Regions from separate parts of the Sus scrofa genome. Here regions 1, 2, 4, 5 and 6 are each linked to region 3. The links are chromatin contacts, called in public Hi-C and HiChIP or PLAC-seq maps. All regions are on one chromosome and are shown on one strand. Each heading gives the region's core, a stretch centred on a gene start, on an enhancer-like site or on the middle of the called end of the contact. The rest is flanking DNA. Distances are from core to core; before and after follow the strand shown.

Evidence for each region. A called contact is a pair of places that touch in the nucleus more often than the background predicts. HiChIP or PLAC-seq counts read pairs in DNA pulled down with a chosen protein or histone mark.
Region 1: an H3K27ac HiChIP or PLAC-seq map of alveolar macrophages shows a contact between it and region 3. The contact joins two enhancer-like sites. A contact is called at or near these places in 3 of 47 Hi-C or Micro-C datasets (embryonic fibroblasts, epiblast stem cells and subcutaneous adipose tissue) and 1 of 2 datasets of contacts at active chromatin or transcription factors (alveolar macrophages).
Region 2: an H3K27ac HiChIP or PLAC-seq map of alveolar macrophages shows a contact between it and region 3. The contact joins the promoter of ETV6 here to the enhancer-like site in region 3. A contact is called at or near these places in 2 of 5 promoter capture datasets (fetal liver and liver), 23 of 47 Hi-C or Micro-C datasets (adipose tissue, alveolar macrophages, blood and 14 more) and 2 of 2 datasets of contacts at active chromatin or transcription factors (alveolar macrophages and skeletal muscle).
Region 4: a contact with region 3 is called in a Hi-C map of alveolar macrophages, with 4 times the contacts expected there. The contact joins two enhancer-like sites. A contact is called at or near these places in 4 of 47 Hi-C or Micro-C datasets (alveolar macrophages, embryonic fibroblasts, fetal liver and 1 more) and 1 of 2 datasets of contacts at active chromatin or transcription factors (alveolar macrophages).
Region 5: an H3K27ac HiChIP or PLAC-seq map of alveolar macrophages shows a contact between it and region 3. The contact joins two enhancer-like sites. A contact is called at or near these places in 5 of 47 Hi-C or Micro-C datasets (embryonic fibroblasts, epiblast stem cells, omental adipose tissue and 2 more) and 1 of 2 datasets of contacts at active chromatin or transcription factors (alveolar macrophages).
Region 6: an H3K27ac HiChIP or PLAC-seq map of alveolar macrophages shows a contact between it and region 3. The contact joins two enhancer-like sites. A contact is called at or near these places in 2 of 47 Hi-C or Micro-C datasets (embryonic fibroblasts and epiblast stem cells) and 1 of 2 datasets of contacts at active chromatin or transcription factors (alveolar macrophages).

The regions. Positions count from the first base shown.
Region 1 is chr5:60,689,863-60,693,154 of Sscrofa11.1, forward strand. All of the region lies in intron 1 of ETV6 (transcription factor ETV6), which reads right to left. Among named protein-coding and RNA genes, the nearest start is that of ETV6, 85 kb to the right of the region's middle. Within about 2 kb of position 1,634, at least 16 of the 83 cell types and tissues checked have an H3K27ac peak or open chromatin away from gene starts, as enhancers often do. A contact at or near this core is called in alveolar macrophages, where this site is marked.
Region 2 is chr5:60,775,202-60,778,653 of Sscrofa11.1, forward strand. ETV6 (transcription factor ETV6) reads right to left here and starts at 1,591. Exons shown (of 8, transcript XM_005652587.3): 1 at 1,364-1,591. The coding sequence starts at 1,396.
Region 3 is chr5:60,392,648-60,396,294 of Sscrofa11.1, forward strand. No RefSeq gene overlaps it. Among named protein-coding and RNA genes, the nearest start is that of BCL2L14, 37 kb to the left of the region's middle. Within about 2 kb of position 1,829, at least 12 of the 83 cell types and tissues checked have an H3K27ac peak or open chromatin away from gene starts, as enhancers often do. A contact at or near this core is called in adipose tissue and alveolar macrophages, where this site is marked.
Region 4 is chr5:60,651,438-60,655,020 of Sscrofa11.1, forward strand. The region is part of intron 2 of ETV6 (transcription factor ETV6); the gene reads right to left. Among named protein-coding and RNA genes, the nearest start is that of ETV6, 120 kb to the right of the region's middle. Within about 2 kb of position 1,739, at least 43 of the 83 cell types and tissues checked have an H3K27ac peak or open chromatin away from gene starts, as enhancers often do. A contact at or near this core is called in alveolar macrophages, where this site is marked.
Region 5 is chr5:60,668,973-60,672,534 of Sscrofa11.1, forward strand. All of the region lies in intron 1 of ETV6 (transcription factor ETV6), which reads right to left. Among named protein-coding and RNA genes, the nearest start is that of ETV6, 110 kb to the right of the region's middle. Within about 2 kb of position 2,114, at least 6 of the 83 cell types and tissues checked have an H3K27ac peak or open chromatin away from gene starts, as enhancers often do. A contact at or near this core is called in alveolar macrophages, where this site is marked.
Region 6 is chr5:60,712,460-60,715,571 of Sscrofa11.1, forward strand. The region is part of intron 1 of ETV6 (transcription factor ETV6); the gene reads right to left. Among named protein-coding and RNA genes, the nearest start is that of ETV6, 63 kb to the right of the region's middle. Within about 2 kb of position 1,257, at least 6 of the 83 cell types and tissues checked have an H3K27ac peak or open chromatin away from gene starts, as enhancers often do. A contact at or near this core is called in alveolar macrophages, where this site is marked.

The DNA.
Region 1 (3,292 bases), core at 384-2,883, 300 kb after region 3:
TCGTATAAAGATGCTGCAATAAGCAGAAGTTGCCACTGCCAGGTCAGCACATCTTGGGTCCATCAGCTAATCCATCCATCTCTCTGAGTTGGGGAGATACTGGAGGAGAGAGATTTCAAGATACTTTCTGTAACACTAGTAGCCACACTCTGCCTGACGAGGAAACACGCCTTTGCTTCTTTGGATGAGCACGGGAGAGGTCACAGCAGGAACGCCCAGTGGTCTGCTGGGCGGCGCTTTCCCTGCAGTCTGCTCCCAGCATGAGGGCAGGGGACCCTCTCTCAGCATAAGCTGCATGTGGATTTACAGATCAACTCTTCAATATTATCAAGCCTGGGGTCGGGGGTGTGGGAAGTGCCTGCCCTGCTCTAGTAATGAGCACATTACATTTCTTGCATTGAGGTAACTGGTTCTTGCTAATGACACCTCTTTCCCAACTGGTTCCATAAACATTCAGGGGCAGTGAAGCCCCATGTGGGTTGTTAGAGAGGGGACCTGCTGTATTTAAACAGAAGGGAAAGAAGGAAAATGAAGTGATGTGTCGACAGGCAGATTCCAGCAGTGGGGGTGTGTGGGGGGAGAGCAAAAGGAAGATAAAGAGGTCGATCAAGTCTATTCTGCACCTTCTATGTACCAGACACTTAGGATAGGATACCTTTCTGTTTCATAAATGAAGAAACCAATGAGTTGCAAGAACTTATTTATCCAGTGTCCCACAACAAGTGGGCTAGAATTTCAATCTAAGGAGGTTGGATTCCTAAGCCTTGATGCAACGTGTTCTCCCCGAATCAAGAGCAGGGACCCCCAGCAAAATGAAAAGTAGCACCACGGGCTCAGGCAAGATAGTAAAAGATCTATTAGAAAGTTTTTGAAAGTTCAAGTGTTTCATAAAGTGATTGCAAACCTGGAGGCGGGCAATTTAAATAGAAAAGAGACATCCGGGATAATGGATTTAGGCCCAGGATCAGGGCGTCCTAACAGCAAGGGTTGTTCCAGGTCCTCTAGGGACAGAAAGGGGAAGGTGTGTCTGTGTGTGAGGCACACCCAGAAACCCAGGGCAGTTGTCCGCGCCCTCCCTGGCACTTAAAAAGGACAAACAACACAGGGTGAGAGGGCAGAAGGCGACAGGTGGAAATGCCCTGGGTATGTGGAGAGATTTTTAAAAAGGAGACGGTCTCCTTTGTGTGTAGAGCTTTGGAGGAGACAGAGTCTGTTTTCTTTTCACCCTCCTGCTTCCTACTTCCTGCTTCTTTCCTCACGGTTGGGTGTGCGCAGAACGGGGCCCGAGAAATCGAGACCAGCATCCGCATTTTTCAGATGAAAAAAATCTGAGGCCAACAGAAGTATCTGCAATCACACTTCTTGTTTCAGAAATCAGGTAGTGATCAGTTCTTGTTTTCGTTTTCACCATGAAAAAGGGTAGCAGGAAAAAAAAAAAAAAGACCCCAAACACACAACCAAGAAGCCAGAAATTTTTGACCTTGCAGACCGAAAGCTATCCCCTCTTTATTTCAAATTGCTCTAATTTCATGGCTGTGTGTTCTGAATCTCCTACCAAGTGGCACCAGAGATGTGACTGCACTGAGCACACAGCATCATCGGGGTCACATCTCTGGCGGCCGGCCGGGCTGAAGGTCAGGACCATGAGGTGGGAGGGAGTCTCCTTGCCAGGGTGACCCGCCCTCCTGGATGATGCACCCTCTCGGCTGGGCTGGGATGGAGGTGATTCCTGGGAGGTGCCATTTCAAGGGCGAAACCAGGCCACATTGGTCCCCCTGTGGCCCTGAGTGGGGCCACATTCTCCACGGAGCTAATGGACCCGCACAGATAAGATACACTCGGCTGAGTGTTGGAGCTGGTATGACACGGGCAAAATGGCAGTTAACATTTCGAGTCTCTCAGAAAAGCAGCGGAATGAAGATTAATGACTGTAAAGGGCCCGAGCCCTTGGGGAGGAAGGTATTCTCAAAGTAGGAAGTGTTAAGTCCATAAAAGAAACAATATGAGAATGCAGTGGGGCTTTTTCATACCTAACAAGTATGACTAAACCTCTAAACACTTCCTGTTCCGTCCCATGTTTTTCTGAAATTTGCTTTTCCTTATTGGCCAAGAAGGTAGAAGAAAAAAAAAAAAAAAAACTATTCTCTCTCTCTTCTTCTTAAGAATAACAGTGGGGAATTTCAAAACCTCCAAAAAGACTTCTAAAGTTTGGCCAGCTCTTGCTGTCAGATAGAAGTGCTATGGACAAAAACACAAAGCCCTCCTTTTTCTCCATGAGCATCCTAAATTCTTGATATGTGTAGTCTGGGGCGAGCGGAAAACCATCTGATTAGAAAAGGTAAATACTTGCTTGTAAGGGGTACCCATTCATTCGGCCACCTAGCTGTAGTTAAAAAAAGATTTTTTTCCTGTGGTTATTAAACACTGTGATAGGTGCTGAAAATTTAACACGGAAGAAGGAGAACATAGTCTCATTCTACTTACCACAGGAACTCAAAGATCAAAAACCGGTTTTTGAGGAGTTCCCATTGTGCCATCGGCAGCATCTTGGGAGTGCTGGGATGCAGGTTTGATCCCACGTCTAGCACCGTGGGTGAAGGAAATGGCATTGTCACAACTGTGGCTCGGATCTGGTCCCTGGCCCAGGAACTCCAATGCCACAGGGTGACCGGAAAAGATTTTAAAAAAAAAAGGAAGGGAAAAAAAAAACCTGGCTTGTGAAATCCATGGTTGACAAGGGGGACCCCTGGGGGTGGGGATGGCCTGGGGACTTGGGATCAGCATAGGCACCCTGAGGTGTGTGGAATGACTGGCCCAGGGAACTCTGCCCAATGTTCTGTGATCATCTTGAGGGAAAAGAACCTGAATGAGAACGGACGTGTGTACAGGTGTGGCTGCATCGCTCTGCTGTACAGCAGCACCACAACCCTGTCAATTAACTATACGTTCATAAAAAACTTTTTAAAAAATGATAAAAAAAAAAAAAACCTGGTTACTGGACTTATTTCTGACTTCTCTTATTGCAGCAGAGGAAGAGTCACCCTAACATAAAGCCTCATACTGACATCATTTCTCCCAGGCGGTACTTCCCAATCACAAAGAGCAGTGCCACAAAAGGCAGCCTTGCTTTCCCCTTTTCTGGGTCACCAAACACATGGGAGGCACCTGGCCTAGAATGGGGAGAAAGGATGTGAGTCAGGAGGGGGATACACCGGGGAGCGTGTCACTGGGTTCCCCCACTCAAAGAACAGCTTAAAGCTGCCCTCTACACACATTTGCAAAAGGCATCCTT
Region 2 (3,452 bases), core at 341-2,840, 380 kb after region 3:
AAAAACCCACTAAAACCTGAGTATAATTGTGAAAGCCTAATAAGCAAATATGATAAAATACTGTGTTCCCGCTAAACAGATTCTGCAGAAAAGCAATGTTAAAACAGTACAGGTTTCTCGAATTCCCCACCAATGAAGAAAACCAGTTATTTGTTCCTTGTTGCTGCAGGGTCCACTCAATAAATGCATCTTAAATGGGCCAAGCCATAAACAAACAAACTTCAGCAGCTTCAGCCTCTCACAGAAGCAGCAAGGCTTTTCCATCTGGGTACATGGGACAGTGAAATGAAAGTGTACAACAAAAGCAGCAATGGCAAAAATAACTGGGGGAGATGGATAAATCATTCTGCCTCCTCACGGTGGCAAACTTTACGGCAACTTTTTAGAAGCAACAAACCGCAGCACCACTAGCCTTTACAGACACACACATACACATATATAAATGCACAAATACAACCACTTGGAAGCTAAGTACTGTGTTTGCAAACATCCTCCACCCTCCTGCACTTACAATACTGCAAACCATGGCCAGAAAGCCGGGAGATTTCTACGCTTAGATATCCTCTCTGCACTGTCAAACCGGGAAGGTCATTTTTCCTGGTCACTTAAATAATTCTCTCTCCCTGCATCGCAGGAGTTTTTTACTTTGGGATTGCTCAACTTTCAGATGCATCCGAGTAAAACAACCATTCAGCAACTTTATTCACCTTGGTTTAAAAAAAGAAACAAACAAACAAACAAAAAGAAAGAAATTCATTGTGCAATGCCCAGGAAAAGCTGACACCACGACTGTCTCTTCCACAAGCGCTTGCAATTACAATCGGGGTTGGGGGTGGGGGGAGGAATCTGTCTGATCAGACTCCGGGAGCCTTTCTTTCTTTCTTTCTTTCTTTTTTTTTTTTTTAAAGAAATGATTCCAACCCCAATGGGGCTGGAGAACTTTTTTTTCTAAGGAGACCACCCCTCGGGAACAAAAGTTACATTTTGGTCACATGTTGGGAGTAGGAGCAGGGAGCAGGTTTTTTAAAAAGAGCACTAATTACGGGGCTGTTTTACGGTCCTAGACACCACTCGGGATCCTCCTGACCGATGGTGACGGGCATTTCACCGTCAAAAAGAAAGGGGGTGGGGTGGGGGCGCAGGAGCCGGCAGGGGGCTCGGCGGGAGGGGGGAGTAGCAAGGTTACGCTAAAGGGTACGGCAGCCGCCGCGAGCTGCATCTCCTTCCCCGGCGCCCCAAATAATTTCCTGCGAACAGAGCGACTGCAGCAGCCCCCTCGGAACTGGAGAGCCCAGCAGGACTGGCCGGGCCAGTGCAGCTCAAGGTTTTCCACCCCGGAGAGGGAGGGGGAGAAGATCTTTACCTTAATGCTACACTGAGCAGGAGTCTCAGACATGTCTCACAGCGAGAGAGATCAGGAAGTTCTCAGTTTTTTTCCACTTTCCTTTCCTCTCCCCAACCCAGAAACGCTCCACGGCCAGCCGGACGCGGTCATTTAAGAAGTTTCTTGCAGCATCTCTCCCGGCGGCCGCCCCGGGGGGCCGCGAGCGCGCGGGGCGGGGCGGGGCGCCGGCGGAGTCGCCGCGCGGGGCGGCGGGGGCGTGGGAGCCGGGCGGCGCGGCGGCGGGGTCTGCAGGTCGCGGCGCGGCACGGCGACCCGGGGCGCAGCCCGGCCGGCCTCCCGCTCTCTCCTCCCACCCGGGCCGGCGCCCCCGCCCCCCGCCCTCCCGCCGCTCTCCCTCGCTAGTTCTCTCGAATGTTTTCCTTCCTGGAAGAGAGAAACTGAAAGGCAGAACTGAGAAAGCTCTTTGCTCATTGATCTTGAGAGTTTCAGTGCAGAAACTGACGTGAATTCCCAGCACTGAGCTCTGCCTCTTAAAGGAGCCACCAGGAAATAAAAGCTCGGGTTACAGGCCGGCATCGGGGAAATAAAAGCCGCGCTGGGGGAGGGGCGGCGGCAGCGGCGGGGGCGCGGGCGGAGGATCCCGGGGGAGCGGGGCCGCGTGAGGCCGCGGTGGCTAACGAGGCGGGCGGCGCAGCCCCCTCCGGCCAGCGCTGGGCTTCCCAGGCTGGGCCGGGCCGCGCCAGGCTCGTGGAAGACACGCCAAGAAAGGTTCCATCGGGGCCCCAGAAACCTCAAAACAGGTTTTATTAAGCGCCCCCCCTCCCCGAGCTCCGTCTCTCGGATACTTTGGAAGGCACAAGGGTTTTTTTGTATTTTTTCCCCGCCGAGCGGAGACGCAATGAAAATAATTATATAGGAAAGGGCATTCCGGTAAGGACGCGGAATCCGAAGGAGGAAATAAAACAATAGCCTTTGTTCTGCTTCTCGACCGCGGCCTCTTTAAGAGAATCCACCAGGAAATGGGAGATCGGGTTACAGCCCGCACCGGGGAAAAGGGGCTAGCGAGCGAGCGCCGGAGCGCGACGCTGGAGACAAAGCCGGGAGGCCGCCCGCAGACGCCGAGCCCCGTGGGCCGGGGAATCCCCGCGAAGGTGGGCGCCCCGAAAAGGGGAGGCGCGCTTGCCGGGGATGCGGCCGCCGCGGGCGCTGCCCCAGCCCCGCATGCGTTGTGGAGAAGGGAAGGCTGCCGGGCAGTTATCAAAGGCAGTTGAGTTCCTTTTCCTGACACCCCCCCCCCCTTCCTCCGGGTTTCGAAATCCGCTGTCCTTTTAAAGAAATAGCGGCCGCTACCAACCGAAATAGGTGACTCGACTACTGAGTTGACAGGACGCGTGCCTGGAGATAATACTCCTCCCCGGGACCACAGCTCTGAAACCGTCATTGGCGGATAGGATGCCCCCGGGATCCTGCCGGGGGAGGAATATTTGGTGGAAAAAAAAGAAACAACAAAAACACTTAGAGGAGGTTTCGAGCCAGTCGGGCTGAGGGTTCTAGCCTTGAGTGCACGTACTCTGATCACTCTACTGTTTCTATTGTTATTTATAGTCTCTGAAAATGTTTGCAAGCGTCCACTGCAGAAAGTTGAGAGCATTATGCCTAAATTCTAAACCCTTATCATACGTATAGGTTTGATGTATGGATGTGTATTAAATTACAGATAGGTAAGTACATCTGTATAAATATAATGCGTGTTATGTAGTATATACAGGTATACCAGGACAGATTTCCCAAGCTGCCCTATCCTACGGACCTTTCCTACCAACTTCCCTTCCTCTCTCCACATAATAAATTGTGTTCAGAATTTTTCACACGCTCATTCGAAGAACACTTTAAACCAGAATTTACTAAAGGGTTGGAATAGAAGAGTCCAGTAGCTGGGAAGTTTGGCATAATGGGATTCGTGAGTTTCCAAGGACCTGGGCAGTCCTTGCCACGTCGTAGTCCTATTCTTTCCCAGAAAGCTCGTGTCCAAACCAACACTCAGCCTTGGACCACCTGCTGTCCCCCAGCCCAACCCCCACACACATTTATCTGCCTTTGGTCCTTA
Region 3 (3,647 bases), core at 579-3,078:
TTGCTTTCAGATAAATGGACTGGAGGTCAGGAAATTGGCTTTACTACAATAAAGGATTGTATAGTAAAATGAATTACCATTGTGTAGATTTTCAAGGGGTTTGTTAATAAATACTAAACCCAAAATGTTTCATTTTAAAGAGGATAGAAACTTGTGGAAACATAGTAATACCTAGGGTATCCATTGAACAAAGTGGTTTAAGTTGGGCTGTTGGTTTATACCTGGAAATCACCCACCATATTTTGTATTAAAAGTTGCTATTTGGAAAGATTGTTCTGAATTCATACAGACCTGGTTCTGATCTCAGCTGTATGGTGCAGGCAATGTCCCTAACTTCTCTGCACTTAGTTCCTCATATGGCTGGCTACTTTAGAGGTTACTGAGGGGACAAACGGACATTCTGTATTGAAAGCTGGCACAGGGCTGGCATTTCTTCCATGTTAATTCCTGGTAAGGATGTTTCTTAAATCGGGATGCAATGTGTACCCACATACTATAGCCTTCCCTTCTTCCTTGGTTTTAGCTCATAAGAGCTCAGAGTACCTTCAAGATTATCTGGTGGTGGTTCCCAAACTGAGACTCCTCAGCCCTTAGGGCTTGGGAAAGTTATACCTAGGGTCTCAATGTTTTATTTTTTTTTAATTTTTCTTAATGGATTTTATTAGGTTCTCAATGTTTTAAAAGTCTAACAGTAGTCATACCTGCACCGAGGAGCACGATAAGGTCTAATGTCTTTGTTTCTAAGATGTAAAGTCATTATGGTAACTGGTTGCTTCATGATGATCAGAAGCTCGTTGGACATTTATACATCCGATTACCAAAGACAGAAAAGTCGGTAGTTACTTTTTTAGAGGTGAATTTTGGAAGGGAATGTCTTTAAAATCATGGGAAAATAGTGAAGAGGGTAGTGAGCCTGGGACACTAAGTTTCCAAATAGATTGAGTCACTTGCCTAAGGTCACACAGTGGCCTAGCAGCAATGCCAAGACTAGAACTGATTTCTCCTGATGCCTAGTTGTCTGCAAGTTCCACTACTGACAATAGCTCTGCAGACCGAATTTCCTTTCCAGCACTAAATAGTGCTTTGGTCACCGTACAACCATACTGTGTATGATGCCAGATGTTAACTAGACTTATTGTGGTCATCATTTTGCAGTGTAGACAAATATCAAATCATTACGTTGTACACCTGAAACTAGTATAATGTTATATGTAAATTATATCTCAATCAAGAAAAAAACCATATTGCTTCAGAAATTTGAAATCCAGGATATTGTCGTGTCAAGGGTACTTCAGCTCTCCTGTTCACTGGGACCCCAGGAATCATGGTAAGGGAGAACTTATCCTTGACAATTTGTCATGATTTAGAGGTAGAGCCAGAAGTTTCTTGCTTCCTTTTGTCAACCAATACATTTGTACTTTAAAAGATTTAAAATGCTTGATTATTTAAGAGACAGAGAAAACTCTGTTGCTTATTTATATTGTGTTTCGTGCCTGCGAAAAAACAGGAGATTTTCAGCCAAGGTTGCAATTCCCACGGGAAAGTAGACCAGGCATGAAATCTGAATGTATACCTGTCAGGAAGCTGCAGCCTTTGATTATTACAAAGATAAACGAGAGAACCAGGAAGAAAGCTGTTTTTATTAGTGGTCACCAGGTGGCGCTATACACTCGCTGTCAAATCCCCCAATTTGGGGAATTTGATTTGCTAAAGCGGGAGGGAGAAAAAGTACAGATAGTTCTGTAGTTTGGCTTGAACAGTGGAGCTGAAAGCAGAAGGTAAAAACCTGAAAGCATTTGCCCTCTTTAATTGTGTGCCAGAGAACACACTGGTGTTCTCCGAAATCAATGCGTCAATGAGAAGCTGGCTGATTGTTCAAGTGAGTGGGGACTCAGGAAGTGACTGGCTCCAGCAGCAAGAAAGCCCGGGTTGTTCTGCAAGGTGTACTCCTTTCTGTCCGACCGTCTGACCTTAAGGGGAAAGGCCATTTCCATTTCTATGCGGAAAACTCATTTCCTTTGTAGCTTCCTTTATTTTATTTTCTTCCTAGGAACTGCGAATTCTCCATCAGGTTGGGGCTGGGAGGAGGGGATGGATGAGGCAGTGAACCAGCAGTGCCCTTCTTCCTCCTTCCTCCTCCCCCACATAAGACTTCCAGCCCCTTAACCTATCCCTTTCTCCGGAGGAAAAGTACCTGTGCTAAATCCATGCCCATCGACCTTATGGGTTTTCCTGCCAGTCCTGATTTAAAATATCTTGAAGGATTGCTTACAAGGAGAAAATAAAGGAGAAAATAAAGCAACCCACTTTGCATTAAAAGGAGAAAATAAATGACCTCCCTCCCCCAGCCCCGTACCTCCCTACCCTAAAGCGTTTCCCTGGTATCACAGAGAACAACCGGCCACCTGTCTTCTGGCCCCTTGATTCTAGGCCCATGTGATGGTATAAGGTCGGCTCCAGAATGCTGCTGATGAAGCAGCAACTCCAGCAGGTTCTGGGGGTGCAGCCCCCGCACCTGCAAAGCCACACCTAGACACTGCTTGGAATCGGTGTTCCGGAAACAGTGGTTCTCATACCTTGGCATGCTTGGGGAGTTTGTTAAGGCAGATTGCTGGGCCCCATGCTCTGGGGAGCAGTCCCACGGTCTGGGAAGAAGAAGGTGAGAAATGCGCATTTTTACCAAGTTTCCCTGGGAGGCTGATACTGCTGTCTGGGGAGCAACTTTGAGAAACGCTTCATCAGAGCAAAGAGCTGGTGGGGGGAGGGGCAGCAGGAAGAAGCCCATGGCTGTGGTTTGCAAAAAAAAGTTTGGGGACTTTTTTCCCAGGGGGCATATGTGCCAGGACTGGGGGAGGGGGACATCAGGAGGGCCTGACCTCCACGAATTCTGCACACTTTTCTTCTTTCTAGACTAGTGGTTCTCAAACCTGGCAGCACATTGAATCGCTTTGGGAGCTTTCAAAAAAAGAGAGAAAAAAAAAAATCCCAATGGCTGGCTCCCAGCCTGAGCTCTTGATTTAATTGGTTGGAGGTGGTGTGTGCTTTGGATGGTTAAAAGTTCCCCAGGTGTTTATGATGTTCAGCCCAGTTTGGAAACCCACTGTTTTAGGGTCTCTGCTCATTGGATTCTTATACCTAATCCCCAGTGAGTGGAAGTACTAATCATTCATGGTGGAACCTTCCAGCTCTCTCTCACATCTCCCTTCCTCTGCCCATCTTTAGGCTGGAACACTCTTGCATGTCACTGACTACTGAATTCCTGTGTTTCCTGCAAAACCCAGTTCAAATATTTCTTACGTGGCGGAAACTTCCTGGCTTCCGCTGACAGTTACTTGCTTCTATCTCTGGCTCCTAAAGTACTTTGCATGCACTTGAATTATAACCTTTGTTTCACTGGATGGTGATCATTTGCCTTTGTATCTTCTCTCCCTACTTAATGGTGTACCCCTCAGGGGGGCTTAATAAAACTGTGATGGAATGAACCCCATAGCTGGAGATGTGGTTTAAAATGCAAAAGGTCGGATAAGGAAGTTGGTTAATTTTGATTCTGTTCAGCTCAGCGTCTCCTGTGGGTCAGACTCTGGTGGGTACCGGGGAAGCAATGCTGAGGGAGGTGTGACCTGGCCCGTGAGGAATTCCTCTGGAAG
Region 4 (3,583 bases), core at 489-2,988, 260 kb after region 3:
TCTGGTTATAGCTGTGGTGCGGGTTCAAGCCCTGGCCTGGAAACTTCCGCATGCTACCGGTGTGGCCACCAAAATAAAATAACCATTTGGAAACATGCCGAATATCCCTTGGAGCAGCTGGGAGAAGGTAAACCAAAATTCTGAGAGAAGTTCGCTTGAAGAAACTGCCGCGACCCTCGTCATTTTCAAGTCAGCATTCACTGAGAAACACCCCAAAACAAACTGCCACTGCTGACATATCTGGCAAGCACCATTCTTTTCCTGTTCATATCAGACACACTAATTAAAAATATCTAGCTTTTTGATGCAAGCTTCTTCATCAGACAAGCTGTCATACAGGGACTATTTCCTCCTTACTCTTCTGAATCAATCCTATGAGCAGCAGAAAAGGCTCTTAAAATTGATTAAACAATGTCAGAGTTGAACAGAACTTATTAAAGTCATAGAGTTTGACTTCCCCCAATTTTACAGATGAATAACTGAGGCTCATAAAGGTTAAAGAGCTCACTCCCAGCCACAGAGCTATTGAGTAACAGCCGGGCTTGAACCCTGGCCTCCTGACCCTAAGTCCGAGATTCTTTCTGCTACACCATGTGGCCTCTCTAAACCTCACACTTCATTTATTGCCCTCGCCCCAGAGCCCAAGCACACTGCACACAGAGAAAACCTCCAATAAACATCTGCCAAACTGATCTCCGAATCCTACACTCCTGCTGTTTCAATCGAATACTGTATTTCAATCCCAATAGTGACTAAATAGCAAGAGCTATTTGGCCAAGGCTTTAGAGGCGCATACAAAGTGCTTTGGAAGTCATAATCGAGTTTCCTCACCATACTGTGGAAAAGGCGCTGCTGTGCCCATTTTAGAGATGAGGAAACTGAGGCTGAGAGGTGAAGCCACTCGTCCCTGGTGACGATGCCAGTGGTACATAGTTAGAGCTGGCCCTTGGACATCCGATCCCCAAACCTGTGCCTTTTCTCCTCCCTTAGCTCAAGCCTAATTGATATTGACCCCAAATGATAACTGCCATCATTGCTTCTCCTGGTCTGTTCCATAAAAAGAGAAGTTTAATTCATCAGGCGTCTTCAAGTCCATTTAAAAAATGCGAGCTGTCTAAACTGCATAAAATGATACGTTCAGGTATAAGAACATCGTCGGTCCAACACAGAGCCTTCTTTTCTTCAACAAACCAGGCTTTGGACTCAGCTCCCCAGACCAGAAGAGCACTCATATTTACTGCCTGCATGATCTTAAAGGCCAGCCTGAGGAAATGGCTGCTTTTTCTTTTTTTCTTTTTTTTTTTTTTAAGCCCATTGCCGAAGACATCTTCAATCATTGCTTTGTGTCCACCGGGGAAGGAAAGAGGTCCTTTCTGTGGGGCTTGGCAGCATGGGGCTCGTAACAGAACCTTCTCGGGCCTCCGTGGGGGTCAGGACTGGGCCAAGCCAGAAAGAAAGGCAGCAAGAGAGAGAGAGATGCGCCCGGCCTCCCTGCTGGTGGCTCCAGGGCTGTGAAGACAGAGACGGTGGCAGCTAATGGCGGGGGTGGGAGGACGGGAGATGAAGCAGGCTGCGAGGGAAGGTGTGGGGGACGGATCTAATCCCGCATACAGAAACCTGTCAGGATGGGATTTATTTTTGTTCTGTGAGGGAGTAGAATAGGGCTTTGCCTGCACGCTCAATAGCTGTTTTGAAGTGAACCCGGCTGGTATGTCTTTAATTTGTCATTTCATTATGAAACTGTTTCCCTTCCAAGAAGCCTTCAAGTCAGGAAGCTCTGTCTGCCCACACAGGAAATTCCTTTGCTTCAACTTCCCCAAAAAGGAAATTTCCCTCAGAAGTGAGCCCAGCATATGCCTTTGAGCAGAGCTGTTTCAAGAAACTTTGGCAGCTGAGTCCTGAAAACACCCCTGGCCTGCTGGCTGCTGCTGGGAGGCTGGGATAAACAGTGCGGTTCTCACTCTGGGGGTGGGGACCCCACCGACACGGACCCTGGCCTGCCTCTGCCTCCCTCTTCCTTGTGCTCCTGAGCCCATGTGCCCCCCTGCCCACCTTGGGTCACACCAAGGGCTTGAACGCTCCGAGAGGCTTTCATCAAGAAAGGGGCATCTCCAAAAACTTGCCTGCCACACACACCAGCCCTGCAAGCTCCCATTCTTGTCCTCAATCCCCCCCTCCCTACATTTGAGATTTCTGGTAGAAAGATTGCAGTATTCCAAACAAAGAGCGTGCACAAAAAATAAAACAGCCAATTATAGTTCCGAAAGCATGTATATTGCCAAATTACCTTCTATCAGGGGTGGTGGATTTTTTTTCCCCACAAACTTTCCCGGTGAGGATTTTAAGTAAAACGTGCAGGGGGAGAAAAATATCCCAAACCACAGCCTTATAAAAATTAATCTCTCAGACATACTGTGAATGACTAAGTGGGTGAGAGCCCAGAGCAGCTGTGCTGAAGTGAATAATAATATATAATATTTTATGAAGCTTCCTAGTACAGAGGCATTAGCAGAAAACTGCCAGACTCTCAGTTAAGTTCTTAATTTTCCATTTCAAATCACTTCATTAAAAAAAAGAAAAAACAAACAAAAAAAAAAAGTTGAGAAAAAGAAATCTAAAGCACAAAAAGAGGGATGGTGCCGAACTTCAAACTGGATCGTAGGCAGTGGGACAAAGAGGCCGAGAGACAGAGGAGGAACGAAGGCAGCTCTGGATTTTCACCCTGGACTTAAGACGGAACTTGAATGGCAGAGCGATGGGGTCTGATCTTATTACACGATCCATGTGCCAAGACTCGGTAAGGGATACTGTTTACCAGGAAACAGAGTGATATTTAAGGGATAGCAAGAATCCTATAGCCCACTGAAATCTGAATATATTCACCCTGAGGTTTGGGGTTGTGGTGGATGGTTTCTATAGAGTGGATTTACGATCTTCTTTTAGGGAGTTATTCTGTTTTTCTAAAATTTATGAGGTTTTAACCACAGTTGGATCGCAGAGGGGGATCCAACACAATCTTTCGCGTTCTTCAAGAGAACGGGCTGGGGAATAGGTCTTTGGCTCAGCCTGGGAGGAAAGGTGTGGACTGGAGCGTCTGAGGGCCCTGCCCGGCCACCTACCCGCTCTGTGACGTGGGCCAAGTTCCTGAACCTCTTTAAACCTGACCTTTCATCAGGAAAGTGAGGATAATAAAACTCAGTTCATAGGTCTGTCGTAAGGACTAAATGATAGCACACATGTGAGAAGTGCCTCCCATAAGCACTCAATAAATGGAAGTTATGGCTCCATACGGAGAATGCCGAAGAATCTTTCTCTCCAATCAACACGCCCACTCCTCGCAGAAAGCCACCCATCCCTGCCAGCTCCCACCATTTCCACACAAGCCAGGATTTGCTGGATCACTTCCACTTGATTAACAGGTCCCGGGGGCTGAGCTTCCGTGCTTGCCCGCTTATATCGCTCACAAACGTCCTACCCTAATAAATCTATTTCTTACAAAAAAAAAAAAAAAAAAAAAAACCACCCAACACAGGTCCTTATACACGTGCAATCACACACTGAGTCATCCCTGAGGTAGACATTT
Region 5 (3,562 bases), core at 864-3,363, 280 kb after region 3:
CTGGCCGCCTCCCTAGACAGCTGTGTTTCCCATCGCCAGCACTGGGAATTGATCACGAAACGCTGGCAAGGTTTAAAATGGGGCTTGTCCTCTGCCCTCGGGTCAAGAGGTGTCCATTTTTTCCCCTCTCTGTACGAGTGGTTTGTTCCAGTAAAAGAGGCAAGACCAAGGGAATGAAACTATACGTCCAAAAGCGTGGCTTTAAAGAGCTCCTCTCTCAAAAATTCCTCTAAATTTTTACACTAAAACCATGTTTCCTCTTCTCTGGCAATATCCCCAAGCTTCCAATCAACGTAGGAGTCCATACTCAGATCCAGTCAGAGGTGAGCCCAAATGATGGCTTCTAAGTTCTAGATTTAGTTAAATCCACAAGCAAGATTTTTCTCTCACCTACTGTGTCTCTTTACACAACCACCACTACCAAACACCTCCAGCGTTTCATTTTTTTCCCCTTCCCAGCAGGGAGTTATCTGCCACATCAACAGGCATTTCCTTGTCTCCCCCATTTCTCTATCTTAGAATGACTATTTCCTTTCCTTCTGAAGCATTTCAGGGCCCACTCACAGAATAATCCTCATTTAAGGAAGTACTGTTTAATTGAAGATCTTTACTCAACCGACAAAGGAAAGGGGGACAAGAAGACTTGACACCACCTCTGTTTAAATTCAAGCACACAGCGTTTGTTAGAGCAATTAAATCAAGTGGATGAGATGGGAGGATTATTATTCGTTTTCAGTTAAAATGTGGCAAATGATGGCAAGAAACCAACCATTGTGTTCAGCTGGAAGAGGAGGGCAATTTACATCGCAGCTCGACATACCAACTGGTTTGACTTGCAGTCCACACAGAAACATAACTTCCGTTCGTTTCTGTGGTTTAACTGGGCAAAGTAAAGTGGGACACACACGGTCCAAAAATAAGGTGGTGGTGGGGTGGTGGGTGGTGGTAGGAGATCCGTAAGTTGCCATTGTGAAAACAAAAATCAAGAGCAGAAGAAAAAAAAAAAAAACAGATTAAAATAAAGCGAAGGGGGTGTTTACGTTTTGGAAAGAGTTCTCTAACATTTTAGACTCTATCAACTGTGCAAAGGGAAGCAGGGGAGTCCCCCAGCCCTGGACCAAAATGAAGCTTCTCTTCTGCTTATAACCTGGAAAGTTTGGTGGTTGTGGTAGGAAGTTTCAATTTTAAATGAATATATACATACTTTTTTTGTAATTTCCGAATGGAATCACTATACCGTTCCTGAGGCATCCTCTACTGGCAACTAGGGCATTTGAAACACTTCTGTTTAAACGCACTTCTTAAAGTTTCCTAGTGAATTTTTTTTTTGTTGTTGTTGTTGTTTTATGCTTTTACCTGCAGCATATGGAGGTTCCCAAGCTAGGGGTCAAATCGGAGCTGCAGCTGCCAGCCTACGCCAGAGCCACAGCAATGCCAGATCCGAGCTGTATCTGCGACCTACACCACAGCTCATGGCAACACTGGATCCTTAACCCATTGAGCAGCGAGGCCAGGGATCGAACCTGCAACCTCATGGTTCTAGTCAGATTCATTTCCACTGCGCCACCACAGGAACTCCCTCCTAGTGAATTTCTTACTGAAGGGCAGACACCCTCGATTTAAATTTCACCTCTGGATCAATCAAGGTGTCCTATGAAAGGTAGCCCAGAGGCAACACCTTCCACTTCACCTTTTGTGAACTTCACCAAACATCACACATATTTGGGGCAACTCTAACTTAAGGATGAGTTATATTTTTGGTGTTTGGTTTGGGGGTTTTGAGGTGAAAAAGGCAAAGACAAACACACATATGGGAAACATACAAAATATGTTTGGGGGTTTTCAAGGTGAGATAGGCTTTTTTTTTTTTTAAACAGTTAAACATAGTCTGTTTTTCTAGTGTAAAAAATTCTCCATAGGCTTCAACCCTCAACTAACTCCCCACCAATATACGTCTAGCTATCTTATCTACCGTTAACTTTATTCCCAGAAATAGCTTTCTGTTTTGTTGGGGTTTTTGCAGAAGTGAAACTGTTGATGAAGAAAACATCGTGCAGCCAGAGCTTTCAAATGGCATGGCGCGAGCGCGAGAAAAAAAGAAGGTGGCATTTCGTAAGACAGTGACTTTCTCTTAAAGCCAGGAGAAACTGACAAGATCCTGTAACTGGTCCGGACGCGTGAGAGAGGCCACCTCAAGCCCAGCTCCTCACCCTCACCGGCTCCATCGAGGTGGGAGGAACCCAGCCCTCACAGCAGATTTGACTTTGTTTCTTGGGAAGTCGATCGCGAAGCCTGCTGAGAAAAGGGTCGAGGGAGGTGTCACCTTGAAAATGTATACACTCTGACTTGCTACATTATCGTGTTGGGCCTTCTTTTTGTTGTCCTTTCTTTGGAGCAGCCCCCTGTGTGTTTCCATTTGTGCCTGGTCCCCTGTCCTTATTGCCACCTGAGTCCACACGGCACGGCCGGACCCCTCGTGCCCAAACAATTCGAGATGAAAACCGCCACACTATGTCATGATGACACCCCTAAAAAGAAGGCCCGAGACTAAGGGATTGTGGACCTCGAGGGCCGTGTACTCTTGGTGATGGTTTTCACTCAGCAATAGAGCAACACCTTAAGCCTGGGATGGAGGCTCTTTTCAAAAGGTTCGCTGACATGTGGAATCTGAAAAAAAGGACAGACTGAACTTCTTTGCAGAACAGAGGCTGACTCACAGACTTTGAAAAACTTATGGTCTCCGGAGGAGACAGTTTTGGGGGGTGCGGGATGTGCTTGGGCTCTGGGATGGAAATCCTGTGAAATTGTGATGATCATGATATAACTACAGATGTGATAAATTCATTGAGTAATTAAAAAAAAAGTTTCAAGGACGAGATTTGTGCGAAACAAAAGAAACGGTAGGTACTTTGACTAAAGGGGGAAAAAGCAAAATGTGCTTTTGGGCCCTCAAACAATATGCTAGTGGCCACACACCTACAGTGACCCTGGGTTTGTGGCCAGCAGCGGGAAAGGGGACCCCAGAAAGGATGCTGCCCAGTGTGGGCTCCTGTCCAAGGAGAACCAAACTCACACCTGGGGACCCCACACCACAGACGCATCTCCTTTATCTCTCTTTTTGTTCCTCTCTGGGGTGACTGACATGGTTCTCATTCTTTTTTTTTTTTTTTTTTTTTGGCTGCATCTGCGGCACATGGAGGTTCCCAGGTTAGGGGTTGAATGGGAGGAGCTACACAGCCACAGCCACGTGGATCCAAGCCGCATCTGCAACCTACACCATAGCTCACGCATGCTAGATCTTTAACCCACAGAGTCAGGCAAGGATCGAACCCGAGTCCTCATGGATATTAGTCGGGTCCATGACTGCTAAGCCACAATGGGAACTCCTGGTCCTCATTCTTAAATCTACTGCTGTAACCATGCACCTAATATCCACTGTGGCACAATCCCCAGACTGTCAGCCATTAGAAACATGAAATAAATAGCGTCATCTTTGGGAGTTCACATTATGGCTCAGCAATAATGAACCCGACCAGTATCCACGAGGACATGGATTGAATCC
Region 6 (3,112 bases), core at 7-2,506, 320 kb after region 3:
GAATCAGAGCTACAGCTGCCAGCCTACACCACAGTCATAGCAACACAGGATCTGAGCCTCGTCTGTGACCTACACTGCAGCTTGCAGCCATGCAGCATCATTAACCCACTGAGCAAGGCCAGAGATCCAACCTGTGTCCTCATGGATACTAGTCGGGTTCATTACCACTGAGCCACAACAGGTACTCCCTCGGGACCTGTTCAAACACCAAGTAGGAGTGGCTTTCTTGGTGTGACCTCGAGGAGGCTCAAAACCTCCTCGCCCCTAACCATCCTTCCTAAAGGCCTCTTCCTTGGGGCTCAGGAATTGAGGCCACGGGAAGGCTCCTGTTAAAGAACCAGAGCTTTTCCAGGAAGAGAAATACATTCCTCCCAAGGACCTCATGAGCCTGGATCAGCTCTTCCCACACCCAAGCCCTCAGCCTGCAGACCACAGGGCTCCAAGGCAGTGGGCATGTTTTGACCACAGCCGTATCACATCTGCAGAGCACTTCCCAGTTTACAATGTGTTTAAAAGGTGTGAGGACTTGTGATGGAACAGGACGGGAGATAATGTGAGAAAAAGAATGTACATATATGTATAACGGGGTCACTTTGCTATACAGCAGAAATTGACAAAACACTGTAAATCAACTGTAATTAAAAGAATGTTAACATCAACCCATAAATAAAAAGGGTGAAGAACGGGACCTCTGAGACCACACTATCTGGATCCAAACCCATTTCAACAACTTTCTTTGCCATTTCCCCCTGCAGGGCAAGCAGCACGATGACCGCAGCTACCGCCTGGCGCTGCTGTTGGGAGAGGATAACGTGGGCTCAACAGGTTGAGAGGCACCTCGACTGATAATCTGGCACTGGACACACATGAGAAATACAGACTGACCACAGCCCCCACCCTTGGGCGGGTGTCTTTCCTGGTGACAAGCAGAACAAGATTCCTCATGGAATGCATGGGAACACACAGGTAGGACTGCACATGCGCTGGGAAGGATGGCTCTAAGGGGACGGAGGTGCGGAGGAGAAAGTAGCTGAGTGACCAGAAAAAGCCAGAGCACCTCGAAAGGAGGTACAGGACTAAAAGGGAGAAAGGAGTACTCCTCAAAGAGACGGTTAGCTTTGTTTCTACAGAAAAGCCAGGTTTCTCTCCCACAGCCTAGACCAGAATTAGCCACACGCTTTCCCAGCCTGTGACTAACACACTGCTGATCTCTTGACCTAAGAGCACACTGCTCAATTCTGTACAGCTACCTAGGTGGCATGTGAAATGTGATGTGCTGTCTTTGTCAGGGCTTTCCAGAGAAACCAAGCCAGTGACGTGTGTAGAGACACAGGAAGAGACTTCTTCTGAGGCACTGGGTCATAGGTTCAGAGGCTGACGAGTCCAAAATCTACAAAGAGGGCTGGAGACCCAGACAGGAGCCGAGGCTAGAATTCAAGGCCAAAGGCTGGCTGCTGCATTCCTTCCTCCCAGGAGGGGAGAGGTTAGTCTTTTGTGCTCGTCAGGCCTTCAACTGATTGGAAGAGGCCCACCCCTATCCTGAAGGGCAACCTGCTCTACTCAAGTCCATGATTTCAAATGTTAATCTCATCCATAAACACCTTCACAGAAACATCCAGAATAATGTTTGGCCAATATCTCAGCCAGGTTGACACATAAAATTAACCATAATGTAAGTCCTTGTTGCCTCCAGAGGTGCCGTTTCACAGAAAATTATGAGACTGCCAATGAAAACACATGAGTTCTACGGAGATGTTTGAAAAAGTTAAAAAACAAAACAAAACAAAACACAGAGGTGGCAAAGGAATAAAACCCACCAAATTCAAGATGGTGGCTAACTCAGGTGGGAAGACAGCGAGATTCATTTTATCACTATGCTTTGTAACGCATATCTTCTTGTGTATATATCGAATATTATATAAAATAAAGGAGTTCCCTAGTGGTCTAGCAATTAAGGATCTGGAATTGTCACTGCTGTGGCTCAGGTCACTGCTGTGGCATGGATTCGATCCCTGGCCTGAGAACTTCTGCATGCCACAGCTGTGGAAAGAGCCAAAAAAATTAAAAAATAATAATAATAAGGGGAGAGACTAAGCGTCTAGGCCATGTAGTGAGACTGCCAACTCAGTCCAGCCTACTGACCACTCCTGCACAGAAATCCCCTTCTTGGCTCATTTTTATCTCCTCCGTCCAAGGGCTCGTGTTGCTAGATGACTCCTTCATGTGCTTAGCCCTTTCTTCTCAAATGGGTTTTAAGTCCCCGAAGTCCTGGGGCAGTTTCTTACATCTCTTCATTATCCCCACAGGTCTGGCTGAATGAGTAACTCAATAAACACCGAAGGCAGAACACCAAGGTGGGTGGGGGCAAGGGTAAGAAAAATAAACCAGCGGAACAGCAGAACTGCTTGGGTGGCGCTGGGCTTCAGCTGCACGGAAGGCATGAATAGCTCCGTAACCGGCTTGAGGGATCAGAAGGCGAGCAGGGGCACGTGTGGGATTTTTACGTGCCTGCAAGGAAACAATGCCCATCCCGCTTGGTGGTCTGCTACAAATAGTACCTGTGTCAGTAAGGATAACAGAGCAAGGCTTGTGGACGGCAGTGCACACCAGCGAGCGGGGACCCCTGATCAGCTGAGATGCCCAGACTGGGAGCACACTTCCCAGGCACGTGGGACACTCAGCCCCAAGTGTCCTTACGAAACATACTGTGGCACTGTGGCGCTTCTAGCCCAGTTCCCAAGCCAATGTCCAGTCTCTCTCTCTCTTTTTTTTTTTTTTTTTTTTTTTGTCTTTTTAGGGCCACACCTGTGGCACATGGAAGTTCCCAGGCTAGGAGTTGAATCGGAGCTGTGGCTGCTGGCCACAACCACAGCCACACCAGATCCAAGCCATGTCTGCAACCTACAGCACAGCTCGCAGCAACGCTGGATCCTTAACCCACCAAGCGAGGCCAGGGATTGAACCCGTGACCTCATGGATACTGTGGTTCATGACCACTGCGCCACGAGGGGAACTTCCCAATGTCCAGTCTTTCGGCCAGTTTCCTCCGAGTCCAGTCGGTACTAGGAAGGCACCAAGCCTCCCCCAGAGAGCCAGCAGCAGGTGTGCTTTA